4 separate regions of the Mus musculus genome follow, and all the other regions are linked to region 3. Evidence: chromatin contacts called from public HiChIP or PLAC-seq data. All regions are on one chromosome and are shown on one strand. The core of a region is the stretch at or near the end of the contact, and the rest is flanking DNA. Distances in the headings are between cores, read along the strand shown.

What was found. HiChIP or PLAC-seq counts read pairs in DNA pulled down with a chosen protein or histone mark.
Region 1: a contact with region 3 is called in an H3K4me3 HiChIP or PLAC-seq map of stem cell-derived neural progenitor cells, with 3 times the contacts expected there. The contact joins the enhancer-like site here to the promoter of Ust in region 3. A contact is called at or near these places in 2 of 39 promoter capture datasets (the C10 cell line and hippocampal neurons), 8 of 484 Hi-C or Micro-C datasets (bone marrow-derived macrophages, conventional dendritic cells, embryonic fibroblasts and 5 more), 20 of 115 datasets of contacts at active chromatin or transcription factors (CD8 T cells, the NIH/3T3 cell line, astrocytes and 13 more) and 3 of 9 other capture datasets (adipose tissue, bone marrow-derived macrophages and embryonic stem cells).
Region 2: a contact with region 3 is called in an H3K27ac HiChIP or PLAC-seq map of extraembryonic endoderm stem cells, with 4 times the contacts expected there. The contact joins the enhancer-like site here to the promoter of Ust in region 3. A contact is called at or near these places in 1 of 39 promoter capture datasets (hippocampal neurons), 1 of 484 Hi-C or Micro-C datasets (uterus), 17 of 115 datasets of contacts at active chromatin or transcription factors (bone marrow-derived macrophages, craniofacial prominence, differentiating embryonic stem cells and 10 more) and 4 of 9 other capture datasets (adipose tissue, embryonic stem cells, liver and 1 more).
Region 4: a contact with region 3 is called in an H3K4me3 HiChIP or PLAC-seq map of bone marrow-derived macrophages, with 5 times the contacts expected there. The contact joins the enhancer-like site here to the promoter of Ust in region 3. A contact is called at or near these places in 1 of 39 promoter capture datasets (hippocampal neurons), 1 of 484 Hi-C or Micro-C datasets (uterus), 13 of 115 datasets of contacts at active chromatin or transcription factors (the 230-238 cell line, bone marrow-derived macrophages, embryonic limb bud and 3 more) and 2 of 9 other capture datasets (adipose tissue and embryonic stem cells).

What each region holds. Positions count from the first base shown.
Region 1 is chr10:8,362,907-8,365,804 of GRCm38.p6, reverse strand. The region is part of intron 2 of Ust (uronyl-2-sulfotransferase); the gene reads left to right. Among named protein-coding and RNA genes, the nearest start is that of Ust, 150 kb to the left of the region's middle. Within about 2 kb of position 1,409, at least 27 of the 459 cell types and tissues checked have an H3K27ac peak or open chromatin away from gene starts, as enhancers often do. A contact at or near this core is called in adipose tissue, bone marrow-derived dendritic cells, embryonic stem cells and 2 more, where this site is marked.
Region 2 is chr10:8,295,994-8,298,794 of GRCm38.p6, reverse strand. Ust (uronyl-2-sulfotransferase) reads left to right here. Exons shown (of 8, transcript NM_177387.3): 5 at 586-739. Among named protein-coding and RNA genes, the nearest start is that of 4930573G07Rik, 88 kb to the right of the region's middle. Within about 2 kb of position 1,369, at least 9 of the 459 cell types and tissues checked have an H3K27ac peak or open chromatin away from gene starts, as enhancers often do. A contact at or near this core is called in extraembryonic endoderm stem cells and neural progenitor cells, where this site is marked.
Region 3 is chr10:8,517,487-8,520,229 of GRCm38.p6, reverse strand. Ust (uronyl-2-sulfotransferase) reads left to right here and starts at 1,405. Exons shown (of 8, transcript NM_177387.3): 1 at 1,405-2,080. The coding sequence starts at 1,831.
Region 4 is chr10:8,275,890-8,278,589 of GRCm38.p6, reverse strand. All of the region lies in intron 5 of Ust (uronyl-2-sulfotransferase), which reads left to right. Among named protein-coding and RNA genes, the nearest start is that of 4930573G07Rik, 68 kb to the right of the region's middle. Within about 2 kb of position 1,284, at least 7 of the 459 cell types and tissues checked have an H3K27ac peak or open chromatin away from gene starts, as enhancers often do. A contact at or near this core is called in bone marrow-derived macrophages, where this site is marked.

The sequences.
Region 1 (2,898 bases), core at 160-2,659, 150 kb after region 3:
TCAATGACTGAAATCGAAGATCCATTTACTTCTGGCATTCACTGTGTGAGACATGTGAGAAAAATGACCATTGTGAGGCTATTGCGCAGCAAGAAGAGCTCAGGTAAAAAACAGACTTAAGTCCTCTAGGCTTTGGGCCAGCGGAATGGCTCAGTGGCTAAAGGCCCTTGCTATGCAAGCTTGAAGTCTCAAATTCAAATACCAGAATCCAGAGTGGAAGGAGAGAACCGACTCATACCAGTTATCCTCTGACCTCCACACACATGCCACAGTATGCTTGATTGCACACAGATACATTAATAATAATAATAATAATAATAATAATAATAATGATAGTGATAGTAAAAATAAAAATAATTGCATCAAAAAAGTGAACTTCCATAGAGAGTACTACTCCCGGCTACTAATGTGCGTTTTTGGTCCTTGCAGGATTGATGGCCTTTGGAGAAAGTAGCTTTTAACTCCTGTTATTGACTGCAGCTTGCAAAACTATAAAGTGTGAATGGGTGTGCACACATGTATGCATGTTCATGTGTGTATGCATGCACGCTCCCCCCCCCCCAGCACGCAAATCAAATGGCACTTAAGACCCTGTGCTAATCTCCTATAGCAATAGCCATGGCATGCAATTCCAATGTATGTGAAACATTGCCTATCCATATTATTCCTTAAGGGTTTGTAACATGCTTTGTGCTTCTGTTTTGGCTTTGAAAATATGTTGTAATTATATACCTGGAGGAATCTTTTCACCTGTCAATCAGAGGTACCCAAAGTGAGTCTGCACTTATGTAAGCTCTGTCCTGCATGACTCTATTACAGATTGCTGAAGGACATTACAACCAGGGATGTCCAGAGAGGTCATTGCTTCTTGCGTAGTCATAAACTCTCCCTCATATTGCGCTTCATCTCTTTTTTGTTGCTTCTCTCTTTAAAACCCAATAGCCCCTTTCCTCTGGCTAAAAAGAATATGCCACTGGAGTGGTTGTGTGGTGATAAGAGCAGTGGGCACAGTATGAGGTTTTGAGAAGTTCAGGTCTTTTGATTTAGAACATGATTCTGTAGTGTCATTTAAAAGCATCACGGATAATACTACCAGTATAGCCAAAAACAAACCGAGATGATAAATATCTTCTATGTACTTCATAGAGCCATTATGGGGGTTGTTCAGTGGCCGCTGAGGTATAGGATGGTCAATGAGGCAGGGCTTTTTTTTTCCCCCCCTCTGAAGATTGCTGCAGCAGTATTGGGAACTTTGCTGCTGGAGTTTAAGGAACCTTCAGATTAAATTTGTGTCTCTTTGCTAACGGTGGGAGTTGGCCCTGATTTCTGAATATCTATTTTCCTCTGCTTCCTCCCATGTTGAATAGAGACAAAAGGCCCTACAGGGTATGGCTGTTGAGAGGATTAAGAGAAAGGAGCCACACACTACGGTTAGGGTAATCTATTCACAGCTAGTGAAGGTTGGGTTGCTTGTTGGCACTGGGTGAGTAAGCAGTTTGGCTTGTATTGATGTGTGTTTGCAAATAGAAAGAGAGCACCGGAGAATTGCAATACCAAACCAGGGTCTGGCTTTCCTGGGCTGTCTGGGGCTGCTTTGTGCTTCTTTAAGAAAGGTTCAGAGACTGGGTAGGTCAAGTCTTTTTCTGGAGGTTCTGAGGGCTGGGAGGTCCAAAATCAAGATGTGGTCTATTGAGACCTGCATTCTTAGGAGACAGGGATACCTGTATCCTTGCATGGGTGAATCTGATTGGGTGAGAGGACCAAATGCTTCCTGAAAGGCTCTTTTGTGAGGGTCTTCATCCAATTTCCAAGGGGAGGGGCTATATCTTAATACCCTTCCATCAGCCACTGAGAATCAGCATCTGACCTTTGGCCTTTATTGGTACTTTAAATTATTGTAGCTGTGTAACCAAGGATGAAATTAAAGCAGAATCACAAATATATATATATATGTACACACGCACACGCACACAAACACACACACTAAAATCATGCAAAGAACATTTTCAGTGTGCACATTGCAGTATATTCTAGGAAAGGCATCCTTCCTGGTAGCCTTAGCCTGCTCGTTTGCATTCTCTCTGACCTTAGCCTGCTCATTATTTGCATTCTCTCTGGCCAGTGGAATTGACAATAATTTAAATGCACTTTTGAGTCGTGATGTCCAGAGAGGAACCAAAAGCAGTGTTTTCCGAAAAACTGAAATTAGAACCCATAATGCACGTCGGAATTTGGAAGTCACTCTGTTGTTTATCTCTCTCGGGAAAGCTGTCAAGATGCTTTACGGAGGTGTCAGCTCTTGGAAATAGTCTCAAAGAAGCCACATTGTGTAAGAGGGAAAGTACCCTTTAGATGAACCTGACTCATTGCAAGTCCGTGGTAATTCAAGGAGGGCACGGGCTGACTTGTGCTTTTTTTTTTTCTCTAAAAAGATCAATAAGACATAAGGTTGAAGGAACAATTGAATTACAAAGGAGAGCCACTTCATTTCAAGGACTTCTTAATGTGCAGAAAAAGAGCAGACCAATTTCCTACCGGCTCCAGCCTTTTCTTAAGTTTAACGTTGGGTTGGATCCAGTACCTGTTAAGAGTGTGAAATCTCTAACAGGAAGGTTTTTCAATTTGTCCGTCTGAGGAGCCCTAGGGTGGAAATGTGCTAGCTAACACATTTCTTAACCTAATTCCATTACTTAATGCCACTAATTAATGAATTGTGCATATCCATACATCCATACATATATACATACATACATGCATACATACATATTGTGTATTTAGCTCAAGTCTGATTAATTTTCAAATCTGAAAATTTGTGTTAAGTAGATTTTATTCCTAGCAAAAGTGTGCCCTTGTTACTAAGTATTTTAGTAGTTATATGCAGTTTAAGTAAATGATGGT
Region 2 (2,801 bases), core at 120-2,619, 220 kb after region 3:
TTATCCTCTTTCTGCCTCAGCTTCCCCAGTTATAGATGGGGAGAATTCTGGTTCTAGTCCATGGAGTATTGGAGTTTGCAGTGTAAAGCTTTAAGAACATGTTGATTAAAGGCTCTTTTCAGTCCATTCATCTTAAAGCACCGTGCTGCGATGGTGTAAATTGCAGTAGATAAGTACTTGGTCACCACTACACAGTCAGAATCAAGCAGTTGATTGAAACAGTCACTGAGAGCCACCTGTATGACAGTGGGTTCTGCATCAGCCACTGGGATACAAAGTCAAGAATACTATGCCCTGTCCTCAATAAAGCCATGTCTACTGAAAACACACACACACATATATCAAGACAAAAAAAAAAAAAAAAAAACTGGTCTCACAGTGTCCTGGTGGGCAACTGTATGTTTCCTGCATGGTTACAAAAGCCCTACTTTACAGTTTCCTGTTGAAGCAGTAGTAGGCACCTTAGCAGCAGATAGGTTAATAGCTGGATTACGTTAACCTAGAGGGAAGATTTGTTCCAGCAGGCCTGATTTTCTTGCTCCAGGGGTGAGTCCTAACAATCTCCCTGTTTGTGTCCTGTGTTAGGTTTGGAGGAGACCAGCCTGTCTACATCAACATCATCAGAGACCCCGTCAGTAGATTTCTGTCTAACTATTTCTTCCGTCGCTTTGGAGATTGGAGAGGGGAACAGAATCACATGATCCGCACCCCCAGCATGAGGCAGGAGGAGCGCTACCTGGTAAGCTCTGTTGCGTGTCTGTGGTGGCTCTCTGATGCCTTAGCGTGTGTCTTAGTCAGGGTTTCTATGCCTGCACAAACATCATGACCAAGAAGCAAGTTGGGGAGGAAAGGGTTTATTCGGCTTACACTTCCATACTGCTGTTCATCACCAAGGAAGTCAGGACTGGAACTCAAGCAGGTCAGGAAGCAGGAGCTGATGCAGAGGCCTTGGAGGGATGTTACTTACTGGCTTGCTTCCCCTGGCTTGCTCAGCCTGCTCTCTTACAGAACCAAGACTACCAGCCCAGAGATGGTCCCACCCACAAGGGGACCTCCCCACTTGATCAATAATTGAGAAAATGCCTTACAGTTGGATCTCATGGAGGCTTTTCCTCAACTGAAGCTCCTTTCTCTGTGATAACTCCAGCTGTGTCACGTTGACACAAAACCAGCCAGTACAGCTAGATAAATCCAGGTTGGGAGCTTACACAGGGGAAGCCTTTGTGAGTGAGAATTTGTCTCAGGTGACCCAGACCTGATTCCAGATTTGCTTTGTCCAGTTTGTCTTTATTGACATTCCTTGGGAGTCCTAACCCACCCACCTGCCACTCCTATTGTTAAAAACAGCTGTGGTTAGAGATCTCTCTCAGAGGGTTGCAAAGTTTGTTCTCTTTCCTCAGCCTACTTAGTTCCCATGGCAACCTCTTGAGGGAGTGGATTTTCACTTGAGGGCCTTCAGATTCCAAAAGGACATAGGATTGCCAGAGTCCTGTTCCCCGGAGGGTACACCTCACGATATCTGGTCTAATTGCTAGCTAGCTGCTTGTCTTCCTGCCAGCCCTCTTAACTTCAAATCCTACATTCCTCCCATGCTGCCAATGACTATCTGTAAAATGCTGAACTTTGCTTGCTTTTCTGAATCTCGGTAAAGGTTGTTTTATAAAGCCAGGAATTACTCACAAAAATAGAAGGTAGAGCTGTATTCCATTCCTCCAATACCTGCCCAAGCCCATCCTACACCAGAATAAAGGTCACGTTTCTCATCTCTTAGTGACATAGTGAAAAACACTTACAAAGGAGCAGTGAGCCCCCTGCTTAAGAGGCAGAAATCATGCCCTCTGTGTGTGAGAGCCTGCTGGGCTTCTCAGGCCATCTTGTGTTGTTGGGCATGGATGGGCAGGACAGGAAGTGGAGAGGTGTCAATGTGTCTACTAGCACTTGTCTTCATCACCAGTCTTGTCAGCAAGAGAAGTTAGTGACAGAGCCATCACAATAGCTAAACCTTTTCTGATTCATAAAAAAACACAGTATGTTTGATGCTGAAACCATTCTTTGGAGGACCCCTTGGTGTCGATTTCATGTCCTAAGATTGTGATAAGAGACACAGAGGAAAATGTAAGCCTCTCAGTTGTGTGTATTAGGGTGGTAGGTGGGCCCAGATCAGACACAGAGCTGTACAATCCCCACCAGTACAGGCTGAGCATCCTTACATGACAATCTGAAATGCCCTCAGATCAGACACTCCGAGCATCCACATACTACACCCCAACCTGACATGACTTCTTAGTCAACATTGTATGGCTACTGAAAGCATCACATCAAATGAGTTTCCAGCTATGTGTCTATGGGATGTGCACCAGTTTCATGTTTAGATTTGGTAATTCCCCAAGATATCTCAGGGTAAGAATTCTTAAACATTTTCAAGTCTTTCAATATTCCTTCATGTACCTAAAGCGTCAATGTTCATTGTTACTGCTATTATTGTTATTGTTTTTAGTTTATGGTGACAAGTGCTCTAATCTTTATCTTTAAATTACTATTTGGAGTATGGCTACTAGTATATTTTTGACTGGTGACATGATGTATATCACTTTCTAGAGGAATAATATTTTCTAATTATCTTTGTTATTCGTACTGACTCTTAAAATGGGTTTATGTACTTTTAAAAAGAACTCATCTATTTCATTAAAATGACATTTCAAAGATCTCACTCAGTCTTGATACTAAAATGCTGAGAAGCCAGAGATATGGAAATCAATCTTTTTTATTATTGAAGAGATTCTTTTCATATACAGCATTTC
Region 3 (2,743 bases), core at 156-2,655:
GATTTGGGGATCAGAGTTGAGAGGCATCGGAATTGTGTGGCCTGAGCTAAATGCTGTTTTCTAATCCCAGGGAAACCATGAAGAAATCTGCCCAGTGTCATGCTGCAGTGGTTAATATATCTGTCTTGTTCACAGTCCTACCTACCTGCTTATGTCACTAAATGTCACTTCTGTTTCCAACTTAACTCAGCTTGGAAAAGAAAAACATTATTGGAGAACTGTCTCCAACAGATTGTTTTTTTGCTCCTGTCTGGGGAGCATTTTCTTGATTGCTAATTGATGTAGGGGGGCCAGGCCACAGCAGGCAGAGAGCCGTTCCTAAGCAGGTGGCCCTGGACAGTACAAGAAAGACGGCGGAAGGTGAACCTAGAACCCGCGTAAGCACATTTCTCCAGTTTCTGCTCCAGTTCCTGTCTCTAGGTTCCTCCTGCCTCACCTTCCCTCCACAATGGACTGTAACTGGTAAGCCAAACAAATTCTTTTTTTCCTCCATGTTATTTTGGGTCATGATGTTTATCACAGCAACAGAAAAACAATCTAGGACACTGGAATCACAATGTAACTCTTAGGCCATATCACTTGTGTATCTGGTGATTTGTAAAAACAAAAACGATTAAGTGTGTTTGATAGAGCAGCCCTGTTCTCGGATAGGTCTCTGGGAAGCTCCGTGGGCTCTTTCAGTTCTAGAAACTTCCCAGCGGTGGGAAGAGAGATGGTGAAACAGGTCTGTGAAGGCACAGAGCCTTCTCCTTTTATATCTGCTGTAAGGTCTTCCTCCAGTCAGTGGAGTACCCTTGTTTTCAGTGGAGTGCTTGTAAGACGAGGGAGGGCAAGAAAAAAGCGCCCTCTGATTCTGAGCCAAGGGCGTGAGCTATGCCTGGCTCTGCCGAAACCACCCACCTCTTGCCTTTTACCGTCCCGGCTAGGTCTTGAACCCATATCCCAGCACATTTTATATCGGCTTTTGGTAGGTGGGTCGCTTGGGATATAGAAAGAGAATCAAGTTCCCCAAATGAAAAGACAAACGTAGTCAAATCCTCCAAGGCGACTGTTTACGAGAGGGAAGTCAGCGGGCCCCAAGAGGTCGCTGGTAGCGCAGGAACCGAGACCAGATTGTAGAGAATGGAGGAGGAAAAAAAAAAAATCCACGCACCCAAAAACTTTCTTCCTTGTTGCTGATCCTCGGCCCCCTCCTCCCTCCCTGCCCGCCCCAGCAGAAGCCGTAATGTGACACCGAGTCCAGCGTCGAGCCCAGGGTTGGAGAGGGAAGGGAGGGCCGGGGAGGGAGGAGAGCGGGCCGTCTCGCGCCAGAGAGAAAGGGGAGGGGAGGAGAGGCGAGGAGGGAGGGAAGCCCCTGTCAAGGAGGTGGAGCGAGAGGGTGGTGTCCGCCTCCCGATCCTCCCTGCCTTGAGCTAGCCGAGCCTGAACTGGGACCAAACACACCGCCCGCGACCCACACAAAGCCCGGGGGGTCCACGCTGGCGCTGGAGGCGAGCCGGGAGCGAGCCCGGGGCGCGGCGGGACTTGGGGCGCAGGGCTGCTACGGGACGCGGGGCTGCTAGCAGGACGCGCGACCAGGCGTGGGTTGCGATCGCCACCCCCACGGCGGGGCCCGGGACATTTTGGGCCCTTTGGGGCCGCAGCGAGCGGTGGGGACCAAGACGAGCAGAGTACCCTGAGCCCGGCAACTTCGGCCCCTCCCCGCCCCCACCCGGCTGCCCTCAGCGCGTCCCTCTCCATGTGCAGACAGCCGGCTAGGCGCTCCGGCTGGCGGCGGATGGGTGACCTCTTCCTGGCCGGGGCGGGCTGTTCGAGGCGGCGGAGCCGGCGATGAAGAAGAAGCAGCAGCAGCATCCCGGCGGCGGCACGGATCCCTGGCCCCATGGGGCCCCTGTGGGGGGCGCCCCTCCGTGCCTGGGCAGCTGCAAGCGCCGGATCCCGCTGCTGCCTTTCCTGCGCTTCTCCCTCCGGGACTACGGTTTCTGCATGGCTACCCTGCTGGTCTTCTGCCTGGGCTCCCTCTTCTACCAGCTCAGCGGGGGACCCCCTCGCTTCCTGCTCGACCTGCGGCAGTATTTGGGTAGGGAAGGGCTGCGCCAGCCCCGCAAAGTTGGGCACTCGGGGAAAGGGTGATAAGCGGGGAACATCTAAAGCTGTCACGGCCACCACGGTCCCCGAGGCTCCCCAGGTGGGATGCCACTGAGCATCCCTCAGTGAGGCAGCTGGGAGCGCCTGCTTCCTACAGTACTCTGGGCTGCCCGCAGCGACGGGGGACTCCGGGCAGGTGTCCCAAGCCCGGACACCACGTACCTGTCCCCGAATCGCCACTCCAACTGGGGCAGAATAGACATGTGCATGTTTGTGAATATTTGTGTGTATGCTGGCCTGGCGGTGCGTGCACAGTCCTCTCTAGGATGTGGTTAACAACTTACAATCCTGTCCCGTCTGGCTTTTCCCTTCTGAGTTGTGTGGGCTGGTTTAACCCCGCTTTCCAGTCACTTTTAGATATTCTATCCACTGGGTCCCCCGTTTGTGAGTTGGCCCAGGTGATTCCAGTCTTTCCCTAGGTTGGTTTGTTCCTTGGCAGCACCTGCGCACCCCGCGGACTGCAGCGAGAGTGCGGGAGAAATTGGGGCTGTTTCTAGGTGCCAGTCAACTGTGCCGCCTTCGAAATTCCGCCCCGTATGTGTCTTAAGTCAACTTTTTTTTTTTTCTTTTTGGTTCGTGGCTGAAAAAGGAAGAG
Region 4 (2,700 bases), core at 35-2,534, 240 kb after region 3:
GAGGTCCCAGGGTTGCTGCCTTCTTCCCATGGGTGGGATTTTTCTGGCAGTCTGTGCCTCCCAACCACATTTAATAAACTACAATAATAAATGCAGAATAGATTCATCACTCACAATTTTACAATTCAAAGGAAAGATGAAAAACAACTGCAGGCTGACCTTGGTCCACCTTCACTTTGATTTCAATTACAATCGAGATGATAATATGAACTGTCTGTCTCTGTGATCTTGGATAGATTCAGCCTCTTTCTGGTGCTGGGGCCCCCACATCTCTTCCGTTATTAAGCATTCTTTGATTTAATTGCTGTGTCTTTGTGTTTGGGGTGGGGGTTGCTGTGTATCCCAGGCTAGGCTCACACTTTCCCCCTGCCTCAGCCTCCCAGGTTCTCATATTTCAGGTATGTGTTCCACTGTGCCTGTCTGATCTCTTCCTGAGAACAGCAACAAAAGGCTGGAAAGGTCTCTGAAATAACCCTAAACATATCTGCCCCAGGAAAGGCGAGGACCCCTTGTTGGACCCTGCACATGAGGCATGCTCCATGAGTCCATTTAACCAGGGATGTGGAAGCAGATGAGTTGAGATTCCCCAGAGGGAAGTTGGCGCCTAGTTGGTGTGATTTCTCCGCAGTTTGGGACTTGAGAAGCCCAAGGGAGAGTTTGGAGAGTCCAGTGACCTCTACTGCCCGTGCTTCTCCCCAACCCTGAGTGGTCTACAGTGGACACTGCTAAGTTGGCCTAAGTGGCTGAAACCTCTCATTTGACTTCCTTTGAGGTAACATGCCTCTGACCCCTCAGCCTGCCATTTCCCCACTGTGCTGGTTAAATTTAGATGATTAATAGCATTAATTAGCTCATGTTTTTACCTTTATGTTAAAACTCCAGGTGTTGAAGCTGAGTGATCCTTTTCTTATTTAGATGATACTCTCTGTGGTCACAGTATGACATCTGTACTTCCATAGATACCTCAAACCCTCTTCTCCATGTATGCCCTGTATCCTGTAAGGATTTTCTGGAGTTTTATTCAAATTGCTTTGTCTTGGTTTTGTATAACAAAATGCCTATGATATTTAAAACTTCTGAATAATACCTATGTAACACGCAGCTGTAACTATCCCGGTTTTTAAAAGAAGTTCTTCATCTACCCAGTCAAACCTTAATTTCCCTTCAAACTGGCAATTGGTTTTCCTCTCCTTGTTTGGCTGGTGCCTCTCTAGCCACTAGGCTCTTAGTAGTAATCTAGACTTGTCCTGCTAGCCTGGGCAAGTACTAATCAGGCCCTACTTCTCACTTCCTCCTTTGAGAGGAGCCTTACTTATCTCTTAATTCTTGTGCCTTTGCCTCGTCCCTTTCTCTAGCCATGTGCTTTCCAGCCTCTGCATAGGCTCTCTCAGTCCCAGCATCCCGGGGTCCTTGGCTCTCTCCTCTGGCCTGTTTTGAGTCTAGACTACATCGAAGGTTGTATTGAGCACCTGTGTGGCTAATTTGATCTTCTCAGCAGCCCCAGAAAAAAGTGTTATGATCTTACCCCAGATGAGAAGCCTGGGACAGGGAAGATGACTCAGTGGGTTAAGTGCCTACTAGACAAGCATAAGCAGGACCTGATGCTCTAGTGCCCAAGTTAAAAGCCAGTGTGACTGCACACATCTGTAACCCCCATGCTGGAGATAGAGACAGGCAGATTCCACAGGCTTGGTTGCCAGCCAGCCTTGCTGAAATAGTGAGCTCTGGAGAGATCTTGTCTCAAAAAAATAAGGTGGAGAGCAACTGAAGACATTCCCATGTCAACCTCTGGTCTCCATACAAGCCCACAAGTGAGCTTGTCTAACACACACACACACACACACACACACACACACGAGCCTGATGCTCAAATAGGTTACCCACCTGCAGTTGAGTAGCATCCACTTGGTAATGACACTAGGAGGCAAACCAAGCACTGGCAGCCAGATTTCAGAAGCCATGTTCTCAACTGCCATGCTAACCTGCTTCTTCCCATCCTAGGAGACTCTGATTATTCTATTGGTCCTTCCCCAGCCTGACTGTCAGCTTTGAAGGCAGGCACCATCTTCACTGCCTAGTGTGCAGCCTCACATTACCTTCCCAGAGTTTAGAACTTAGGAAAATTTTAGGGTGTGCTGCTGCCTTTGGAAAGGGCATATCTGTCTGTCTGTCTGTCTCTGTCTTGAATTTCTTCAGCATCTGAAAATATGATCTGACACATGGTATAAATGTTCAAAGACCATTTGTAGAGTAGGTGGCTAAATGAGTATTTGAGTCACAGAAAACTATATCATCCTGTTAGCACAACCCTTCTCAAATTCTCTTTTGTATAATTTGCATAAATGGTTCTAGTTCGGGCATCTTAGTTACCTATAGTCTATTTATAGTGGCAACTAGTCTACTCATGTTAATAATTAAAAAAAAAAAAAACTCAAGAGTGGATAATTTGCGGCCATTTATTTTATCAGATCTGAAGACTAGATGTCCAAGGTCAAGGCATAGGCACATTTGGGGCGAACTGTTCTTTGCTTCCATAATGGTTCCTCTGGAAGAGATCATCACTGTGTCCTCCTCACCTGGTAGACAGCAGAGGGCAAGCAGCAGCAGGTTTCCTGCATTAGCCCAATGTGGTGGTTTGTATATGCTTGGCCCAGGGAGTGGCACTGTTTGGAAGTGTGGCCTTTTTGGAATAGGTATAGC